2 separate regions of the Mus musculus genome follow, and region 1 is linked to region 2. The links are chromatin contacts, called in public Hi-C maps. All regions are on one chromosome and are shown on one strand. Each heading gives the region's core, a stretch centred on a gene start, on an enhancer-like site or on the middle of the called end of the contact. The rest is flanking DNA. Distances are from core to core; before and after follow the strand shown.

Region 1 (5,262 bases), core at 1,029-3,528, 680 kb after region 2:
TTGCACTGCAGAGGTCTAAATGAGCACACATAGTCATCTGCTCTTAGAGAAACATGAACACTTAATCATAGGAAACAAAGGCTTTAAATCCATGGCTTGAGTTGCTGACTTAGGCTTTATTACTGGTTTTTAAATTGTTTATACAGAAGACTGGAGAGATGGCTCTGTGACTAAGAGTACGAATTGCTCTTACAGAAGACCTTAGATCTGTTCCCAGCACTCGCACTGGGCAGCTCACACTCACCTGGGACCCGGGGGAATCTGATGATTCTGACCTCCAAGGGCACCGGCACATACATCTGTAAGAAATATCAAATACCAGTCTTTTTGTCAAATACTATAAAACAAGGACAAGGAATTAAAAAAAATTTTTTTTTCTTTCAAGACAGGGTTTCTCTGTGTAGCCCTGGCTGTCCTGGAACTCACACTGTAGACCAGGCTGGCCTCGAACTCAGAAATCCACCTGCCTCTGCCTTCCAAGTGCTGGGATTAAAGACGTGTGCCACCACTGCCCAGTGAATTAAAATATTTTTATCTCCCACACATTATAAGATGTTCACACAAGTGTTTTACTTACTGTGACCCAGGAAAACCTTTGCTCTATTCTAGGAATTTATGTCCTGGAGCAGTGTCCCCCTTCTTGGAGCAGTGACCCCCTTCTTGGAGCAGCACCTCCTTTCCCCTTCATCCAACTCCCTTGTGTGCCAATTCTCTTCGGACTAGCCAACCAACTGAATAAGATTGTGAGGTCAGACCCCAGCCAATGGGGAAGAGACACAGCCACCACCTGAAATTAGAATAAAAACTAGATACACTTCCTGTCTCCGTGTGTTTGATTTTCTGAGAGCACCCTCTTGATCAAGAGCAATGTTCGCCTGTCCAGACACTTCAGTTGGAACGGTGGGCCCTTTCTTTTGTGACCTCAAACTTACTTCTAACACCCTCACATAGACACAAACACATACATACACAGACACAGACACAAACACCTACACATGGTTAAGATGATAAATCTTTAAAAAGAGAGTAAAAAAATTAAATTAATTTGACTTGTGATTTGGAGAGAATTCCCAACAGTTTCTGAAATGGCCCTAAACATGTTCTGGTCATTTTATGTTACTAAGTTATGCAAATGGCATCTCAGCACTGTAAAAGTGAAATGTCAATCACCTCTGAAAAACCCTGGAGCCCCCTCTCTGTCTGCAGTGTTGGACATTCAGCCAACACTTCCTTATACAGACAGAATAGCACTAGTGCCATTAATATGCAATTTTGCTTTTGTGTTTAATAAATGTTAAAAATTATATGTATCAAAAATTTGTAGAAATAAATGTTTTATTACTAGTAGATGTTTGATGGTGTCTAATGTGTGTGTGTTATATAGTATATAAATGGAGGTATGAAGACAAATTGTGGGGGTCAGTTTTGTTCTTCCACCCTGTGTGTTCCAGGGATCAAACTCTGGGTTGTTAGGTGGCAGGGACATCTATTTGCTTAGCCATGGGCTCCATATCCTACCATGCTACAAATTTAAGCTACCTCATATCCCTGATCAAAAACCTGCCAGGAGGGCCTGTTATCTCTCATGTTAGTCCCCATTGAGTAAAACTAACCAACTTCTTTCCACTTTGTAATTATGGCGTTTAGAGCAGTTCTCTCTGACCATGGAGATCCTTCCAGGAAAGCCCACATGATTCACGGTGGCCAAAAAGAACAGACCCTGGGATGCTTCTACATGGGGGCTCTTAGAGAAGAATGGGGCATGAACATGAGCTTGAAGCCTCTTGAGAATTTGGCTCCCACCTCCCTGGGCTGTTTGATGATCTAAGAAAGAAGTCAAGTAGCCTTGTAACTGAAGTTCACTCCCGAGAAACAGGTTTATTCCTCTGGCTATTGTGGCCAGCAGACTCAAACAGACTCACTAGAGACCTGAGGAGCCCTCTCTTGGGTTTCTAGGTCAGCCAGTTTGGGGAGGCCAGGAAAAAGACTGTGAAAGAAAAAAAAACGACCCAGCTCATAATCACTGGTGCTTGCAGCCTGCTGGAGAAGGGAGAGAACACTGGAGACCATGCTGACGCAGAAAGAATGGGATGCAGGCCTGGCCGTACCATTCAAACCCTGGGCAGAGGAGTATTCAACACAGCAGTTCCTGAATATCCCTTCTCCATTTTTGTCAACTTGAGTGGTGTTTTTAAATTTTGCACTCTCATGAGCCCGGAATGATTCACTGGCTCTTTTTGGAAGCAGCTGTATTTTGAGATCATTTTCAGGAGTTCTTTAAATATCCTGAACGCTCTACTTACAAGGGTGACTCAAAAAGAATCTTCTCCCCAGGGAGGGGGAAAAGGGAACTGGCGTTGACCGAGTTGACTGTGCACAAGCTTGCTCTGCAGGATGAAAGGGTTCTAGAGGCAAAGTGCACAGCAGTGTGCTTGTTAACACTACAGACCTGCGACTTGAAGTGCTAATGTCGGACCAGCGTCATGGCTCAGACATGACAGTCTGTGCTAGCTTCCCCTCATCCCACACGGGAGGAGACGAGCAGACTCCCCCAGCTGTCTTTGCCACACACACAGGCCACAGTGTGCAGCTGCACGCACACACGCACACTGTAAATAAAGAGGTAATAAATAAATGGATAAATAAATGTGAGTGATTTAGGAAGTGCAACAGTATGCTTTTAAAGCATAATTTTAAAGTTCTGTAGAATGCTAATATACACATATACACATATACACATATATCTGCATTCCTCTAGCTGTGAAGTTAGGGTTGAGTCTATTTTATGGCAATTGTGCCCTAGGAAAACTGTTTGTTGTTGTTGTTTATTGTTTTATTTGTTTGTTTTTCGAGACAGGGTTTCACTGTGTACTCCTGGCTACCCTGGAACTCACTCTGAAGACCAAGCTGGGCTTTGAACTTATAGAGACCCGCTTGCCTCTGCCTCCAGAGTACACCACCGCTACCCAACTGATTTTTGTTTTTGTTTTTTCAAGACAGAATCCTTTTATATGTAGTCTTGGCTATCTTGAAACTCTGCCTGTTGGCCAGGCTGGAACTTGAAGAGATCACTTGCCTCTGCCTCACCAGTGTGGAAATTGAAGGTGTGTGCTACCAACACCCAACTAACACCCAACTAGTAAAGGCGATTTTAAAAAAGAATTCTTTCCCCACAGCACACGACCTCATGGTATTCTGTGTGGTGGTACTTTAGAACTCCATCGTGATCCCAAGCACACCCCAAACATCTGTTCCCTCAGGGACAGGGGGTGCTCTGAGGCAGAGGCTGTGGGCTTGTTTTATGCTCTAGGGGTTGTGTGATGCAAAGACTGGACAGGCATGAGCTGGCTGAGTGGATGGGCCTACCAGATGCATATTATGTATATTCTCTGATTCATTTGCTTCTCTCAGCAAGCATAGGTAACAGCGGCTGGCTTGGAAATTGGAAGTGATACAAACTAAATAAGTCTGCAGTTCTGTGCATTGCATGCTAGCAAGGGGGACACACAGTAAATGTGTGTGTATATACATATATGTGTCTGTGTGTACATATATACATATATAGTGTAGTATATAGTGTAGTATGTAGTATGACAGCTGGTAGTAAGGATTTAGAAGGAAAACAAATCAGATTCAGGGATCAGGAGCACCAAGGATGAAAGCTGACTGACTACTTCACAAATGGACCACATACACACACACACACACACACACACATACACACACACACACACACACACACATACACACACATACACATATACACACACACGCTAGCCCAGCTAACCGAGGGCAGTGTGATCTCAGGCAGGTTAGTAGGGAATCGTACTTAAGGGGGAAAGGAGGATACCAGTACATTAATTATAGCTAGGATCAGTGCTGTTAATATGTGGCTTGTGTGGTCGCGTAGGAACCTATGCTCAGAAGGTCTTAATGTTCTACCACTATCCAGAATTTTTGTTTATTGGTAGATTTTTATTTATTTAATCTGATCTAGGTGCTAGAGATAAAAACTTCTTACACTTGGGTAGCACACACTTACCTGACAGCCATCACCTTTGTCCTGGACTGCTTCTTGTCCACGTTTCTTTTCTATTGATTTTTATGTAGATGTCTATACAAAATCACCATTCTAACTTCTGTATAAATGGCCATTTTAGAATGATATTGCATTGTCATAGGGCAGCATTTCTTCAAGTCCCTCTGGGATTCTTTCTGATTTATGTCATAGCTTTGATTTTTAGATAGTCTTTAAGATAATTATGTGACCCCCCCCCCACTCCTTACTCTTCCTGTGGGTTTCTAATTAGGATAGAATTGCAATTGTAGATAAATGTATGCTTTAGAAAATTGAGTCTAAGTTAACAAAATAATTTTTATGCATCTCAGTAAGGTTCCATGATTTTCATCAAATGGGTTTAAGTAACTTCCCATTAGTTTAATCTTCAAGTGTTTTGTTTCAGCTTTTTGTGAATGAGACTTTGTTGTCCTGCTTAGAAATAAGTAAGATAAGTATTAGTTACATGTTACCATGATGTAGTGGCACCGCCCTCAATTGTGATATTCTCAGCGAGCATCTGTTTTGCTAAATTCTCTTTATTAGTGTTGATCGATTTCTTCTTCCTTCCTTCTTTCCTTCCTTCTTTCCTTCCTTCTTTCCTTCCTTCCTTCCTTCCTTCCTTCCTTCCTTCCTTCCTTCCTTCTTTCCGTCCTTCCTTTCTTTTTCCCCCTCCTCCTCCTCTTCCTCCTCCTCCTTTCAGATGGGATCTCACTGTGTAGTTCTAGCTGTACTAGAACTCACTCATTAAACCAGGCTGGTCTCAAACTCACTGAAATTTGCCTGCCTCTGCCTCCGGAGTGCTGGGATTAAAGGTGTTGGATCACTATGTTTGGCTCTTGTCTTTTGAGGGTCATAATGGGCTTACTTACAAATTGTGATTGGGTTTTCACATTTTCTTTCCTTAGTACTTCTCATTTCTGTAGCAAGAATGAAACTTGCCGAGTTAGAGGATACAATTTTCATTTCCACTATTTTCGGAACCTCATGACCCACTCTTTCTAGCTGGTAGTGCTGAGGGTGTTCTCTGCCCGCTGGCTTAGGGAGGGGTGATACAGCAGAATGCAGGAAAAGGAAGTCAACTTGCCAAGTCTCTGTCCGATTTGGAACAGCACATGAAGTAGAGACCATATGCCAGCTTCCTTGATTCTGACCCAAGTCCCTGGGCTGGGTTGTTATGGATAAGGAGAAGCCCCTATGAGCTT
Region 2 (5,229 bases), core at 440-2,939:
GTTCCCTGAGGCCCTCAAACATTGCAGATGCACCTGGGGGTGGGGGGTGGGTGGGGGGGGTGGGGGAGCTGATACAAAGTCTGTGCTTATGTGACTTTCAAAAGCCAACAAAGTACCAAAGTCCTTTAGTCTTGCTAAAAGATCCAAAGGACAGTGGTGACCCCATGGATTAAAGGGGAAAACCAGTTCCCAAAGTATGTTTCTGAGCTATATGACCTTCCCTCCACACACCAGCAAGGTGAACACAGACTGTCCTGTGATGGCTAAGGATTTCAGAAGAAGGCTCTATATGAATTACAGGCCAAAGATGGACAGTTTGCACAGTCTGAACAAAATATAAGTACTCTTACCAATAAATAGGTCTCAAAATGATAAATAAGGCTCTCCCCTGTTGGCAGCCTGGAATCCCAGTGAGAAGTGATGGGCACAGACAGGCACAATGAACTATGTACACAGTGTAAACAGTAAGGCCCTGGGGCGGGGGGGTGGGTGGGAATGGTGAGGGATTCATACAGTTAGGAGTGTGGGGAAGGGGGCAGTGAGCCCAGGGCAAAAACAACAGATTTGTATGGCGGGCATCCAATATACCACCAAAGCTTGCTGTATGGCAGGTCCTATGGCAGTAGGTCCATTGACTTCCTCCAGGTGGCAGTAAGGAGTAAAACTGTCCACGGATCTTTTCCCTGGGAGCAGCAAAACGAGAATTTGTACCTCTTCCCCCCCAAGGGGAGTAGCCATACTTGAAGTCTTCTGCCTAGACATCAGGAGCTGACTAAACAGTTCCTTAGACTGGATGAGAAGGGCGAATCCCGCAGCTCTTCCATTTCAGGAAGAGCTCTGGACAACTATGTCCAGCAGGCGGCACCATAACCCACCACCTTCCGAGTGCTCCGACCCCAGGTCCAGCTCCGGTTGCTTTGAGGTGAGATGGAGCAGCCACCCTGGTCAGAGTTTTGGATCCGAAGGCAGAATCCTATAAAGCACCCCACCTCTGGCCCCAGCACCCTCCTCAGCCTGAGTTTCGGTCCTTAAATGTCAGTCTCCCGGAGGTTGCTGAGGTCGCCCGGCTCATAAGCCTGGCAGATGACAGCCTCTGCCCCGTCTTGGGGAACATTTAGGGACACTGCTTCTACCTCCGAGCGCAGGGCACACGCAGTCTCCGCGCGCCGCGCGCCCCCAGAGCGGAACTTATGGGACAGGCTGGACACCTTCGCACGCAGCTGGGTCGTGGGTCTCTGTAGCGGCCCAAGCAGCCTCCACTCCCGGAGGGCGGAGGCTGGCTTTCGACGGCCGGAGACCGAAGCCTGCGCCTCCGGCGTGTCTACGGAGCCCGGGCCTGGGTGTGCAGTGAGGGCTAGGGGAGCCCCGGGGGGTGCGATGCGCGGGCTGGGGGCACAGTCGGAGCGCGGGTCGCCGGTCGAGGCTCGCCAGTGGTGGCCGTAGACTCGCCAGAGGCGGCGGCGGCGGCGGCGACACTGGCAGCGCAGGAGGCGGAGGAAGGCGCGCTTGAACTCGCGACTGGAGCAGGGGTAGATGAGCGGGTTCACACAGCTATTGAAGTAGCCCAGCCAGAAGATGACCTTGAAGACGCCCTCTGATGGTTTCAGCTGAGGGAACAGAGAACCTGCGGAGAACAGAGACCAGGCTAGTTAACTGATGGGGTTAGGAGGGAGGTTGACAAAGGACTGCTGCCGACCTCAGAAGCTGAGTCACGAGGTGGGTGCTATCAAGGGGGCGGGAGTGTTTCTCTCTATGAACATAGATGGGGAAAAAGAACCATCTTCTCTTGTTTTCCGAGTTCGACCTGTTAGAAAACTATTTGGGCACAGGCAACGAATCCCAACCAGAAAGAGACCAAACCACATTCAGCCAGTTTCGTATAGAAACTGGAGACTGCGTGTGCCCTGAGCTCGAAAAGTGGAAACAATGTCCCTAAACGTTCCCCAAGATGGGGACAAAGGCTGTCATCTGCCAGGCTCATGAGCCTGGAGACTACAGCAACCGCCCAGAGACTGCCAGAAACCGGCTCCACCAGTCTTTGCTGCGGAGCCTAGTTACTGCCGCCAGTGTGGAGGTCTCTCTGCTGAGGGCGGTCTCTAGAGGACGCCAGCAGGTCTTGTTCTTTAAGACGTTGATGTGGAAGTACGATTCTGCTACAAGTCTCACGTAAAAATATTTTGACAACCTTTTCCAGCAAAATGAGTTCATTAGCAATCTTTTGTACAGCATTTTACAGCACTCAGTCTCTGCAGTGTACTCTACTGCCTAAGCACAGAAAGGGAGAGGTTTGCTCAGTGCTCGGTACTGTAGAGGAGTCGTGAAACTGTGGTGCTGGCTCTGGGTGACAGTGTGACTACCAATGGGGCACAGGGCTGATCGTAGGCTCAGCGACAGCTTCCAACCATCTCAGACTTAGGCAGGATGGGACAGGCACGGAGCCTGTGGCTATCCTGTAGGGTGAGCTCACATCTCATCTAGGCTCCATAATGGAGGACCTTGAATTAAGGCACAGCTTTCCTTCAGTGGGGGAGTTAGAGCTCTGGTTATTTTTAAGCTGGTGAGAGACCCAGTTCAGAGCACAATACCCATGGCTGTCAAAATGTAGCCCTGTAGGGCTGTGCCCGGGAAAGTGTTGAGGAAAAGCTGGGATGGTTTTAGGTGGGGGAACAGAACACCAGACAAGTGCAAACGGGCACTAAGACCTGGTTTTCCACAAATATCTCCATTAGTATCCCCAATACGGACTCCAAGGAAGCCGTTCTCAGGGGAAGGAGACTGAGTGCAAAGGTGCTGCCTAGAGGTCACCTCTCACCTATCTCATCCTCAGCACAAGCGTCACTCTGGACAAAGCCTGCAGATCTGAGAGACAGAGAAGGCCAGGCATGGCATTCTCTGACAAATTCTCCCCCTGATTTACCCCAATATGGCAGAGACCCTTGCATATCACCTACTACCCACATGGAGAAACAGTTCCTGATGCTAAGAGATGGTGGAAGGAGAGGACAGTACCCACCACACAGCCCAGCCTTTTCCCACCTGCTCATGCTGCCCCTGGCAAGCTACTTGGCCACTGAAAGCCTCACTTTCTTTTTCTGTGAGCTGGAGACAATAATAATTCTCTGGATGGGATTCATAAATTTCAGGGCTCAGTGCTTAGCAGGATTTTAATCTAAATGTGTTGGGGTAGAGATAATATAGATCAGTACTAGAGAACTCATGCAGCATTTGAGAGCCCCAGGTTCAATTCTTAGAACAGCAAGCAAACTAACCCACCAAACAACCCACCTACCCACTCACCCACCCCTACTTATCCCTCCCCTGCCCTGTGGCTTTTCAGAGAGGTACCACAGACTTGGGAAAGGACTTACTGACTGTATCTAGAGAGCGGTCAGAAACAGTAGCTGAAATACGGCGGGGTTATGGGTACCAGGGCTCAGCAAGGCTTATTTCCCCCTGCAGAAGGGTTAGGCAGTCCCTGGAAAATGCCCGAAGGAAGGATCCTGTCCTGCAGGAAGAGCACCCTCAAGGATAGCATCCCTCAATGGCTGCAAAGTCAAGCCAAATGCTGGAAATGCCATTCTGACTCAGACTGCATTTTTTTCTGTTTAGCAGTGGCTGACACATCAGTGGACTATGTTGTCCAGTGGTTGTTGCCAGCCTGGTTTTATTCAGATATGTGGACAGCATGCCATGTTTTAGTGCTGTCCCAGTCTTACTGCAGACATTGATACTTTAATTTATGCACAACTGACTTTTGCAGAGTCTTCCTGGAACAGGGAATTTCTCACACCCGAAGGGGCTGGGATTCAAAGGCAGGCTTCCAGCCCCAACAATTTCCTTCTGCTTCCCTTGAGGTCTGACTTACTTTGAGTTTTCTCAGAAGCAAGCTCTGAGATAGGACAGGGTTCAAGTGCAAGCGTTTAGCCTGATAGTGAAACACCTTGGGTAGCTGCTGACTGGTAAGTCAGTTGCTAATGTGAGAAACTGAGGCTTAACCCCTAAGGGGAGTTTTGGGTTTTCCCACCAATGGTGAGGGATGTGGGTACCTAACACTCATCTCCATCATTCTCTAGCTGATTTCTTCACTAATTAAATTTCCCCACTTATATGGACTGCATTTTGGATGGGCTGCAAAAAGGAGTAAGTTACGGAAGCCTGTGGGTAAGAGATGCAGGCAGGCACTTAGGAGTGGGCCTGTGCAAACCGGAGATCTGAGGGAAACAGGTGGGCCCCACAGCCTCTGCCACAATCAGTTCTTACTCTCTTTCTAACCACGGTGTGCAGATATACTGCTTAGGATACTCAGGCTTCTTTGTTGCAGTCTGCCAGAGACAGCTGGTGGATCCACCAGCTGCTTTACCTGCTCATCCCCCATCAGTGCATCAGCTTTGTTACCGGTGCTGCGGAAGCTTGGCCCTCAGTGCATATTGAGGTGGGACAATGTGTAATGGATGGGGCCTTGTGGAAGGTAGGTGGTGGTGGTGGTGGTGGCGGGGGCAGCTCCATTCTCATGGAAGGGTTAATGCTGTCTGGTGGGAGTGGGCCAGGTCTTATAAGACTGGGATAATTCTCATGACACTGGGATATAAAGCAAGACCACCACATATATCTATTTCTCTTATACTCTGCCATTTCCCCTTCCATTCTCTTCCATTCTGTGTTGTTCCCATAAGCCCTTCCTAGATACTGATGATGATGTTGTCTGGGCTTCCCAGCTATCAGAACTGAGAGACAAATAAACCTCTTTTCTTTATAAGGTTGTTAATCTCAACTATTTTGTTATAGCAACACAGTACAGACTAAGGCTATGAAAGTCTCAATGGGTATACAGGAGTCTTGGGGCTGAGGCTATACCACTCTCAGTACTCGGGCACACTCCTCCTTGGTTCTAGTGGGCTCACTCCCCCATCCTGAACATCATTCTCTGATTTCTTATGGGTACAAAGCCCAGCTGGGCAAACTTGCTTTAGAAGTTGTTTTTACCAAGGAGGCTACTGTGTGCTGCCAGCTGTAGCCTCTACCTTTCTCCAGTCCCCCAGTGCTGCAGCCCTGCTCTGGCACTCTCTGTCTGCAGTGTGTCTTTGCATGAGCTATGTGGGCACTCTGTTCTCTGTGATGGCCTACCTTCTCTTGCTTTTGGGTTGTTACGCATGGTTGTCCCTGATGCTCTTCTTACATACCTGGCAGTGTGTAAGAAGTGACAGCTCCACACGGGGTGCCTTCCACCTA

Evidence for each region. A called contact is a pair of places that touch in the nucleus more often than the background predicts.
Region 1: a Hi-C map of cerebral cortex shows a contact between it and region 2, with 2.9 times the contacts expected there. The contact joins two enhancer-like sites. A contact is called at or near these places in 7 of 484 Hi-C or Micro-C datasets (B cells, adipose-derived mesenchymal stem cells, cerebral cortex and 4 more), 1 of 115 datasets of contacts at active chromatin or transcription factors (pancreatic cancer cells) and 1 of 9 other capture datasets (embryonic stem cells).

What each region holds. Positions count from the first base shown.
Region 1 is chr2:132,219,438-132,224,699 of GRCm38.p6, forward strand. Gm14051 (a long non-coding RNA gene) reads left to right here. Exons shown (of 3, transcript XR_866753.3): 3 at 610-815. Among named protein-coding and RNA genes, the nearest start is that of Tmem230, 26 kb to the right of the region's middle. Within about 2 kb of position 2,279, at least 76 of the 459 cell types and tissues checked have an H3K27ac peak or open chromatin away from gene starts, as enhancers often do. A contact at or near this core is called in cerebral cortex, where this site is marked.
Region 2 is chr2:131,544,917-131,550,145 of GRCm38.p6, forward strand. Adra1d (adrenergic receptor, alpha 1d) reads right to left here. Exons shown (of 2, transcript NM_013460.5): 2 at 441-1,624. The coding sequence ends at 1,029. All of the region lies in intron 1 of Gm39938 (a long non-coding RNA gene), which reads left to right. Among named protein-coding and RNA genes, the nearest start is that of Gm39938, 9.2 kb to the left of the region's middle. Within about 2 kb of position 1,690, at least 62 of the 459 cell types and tissues checked have an H3K27ac peak or open chromatin away from gene starts, as enhancers often do. A contact at or near this core is called in cerebral cortex, where this site is marked.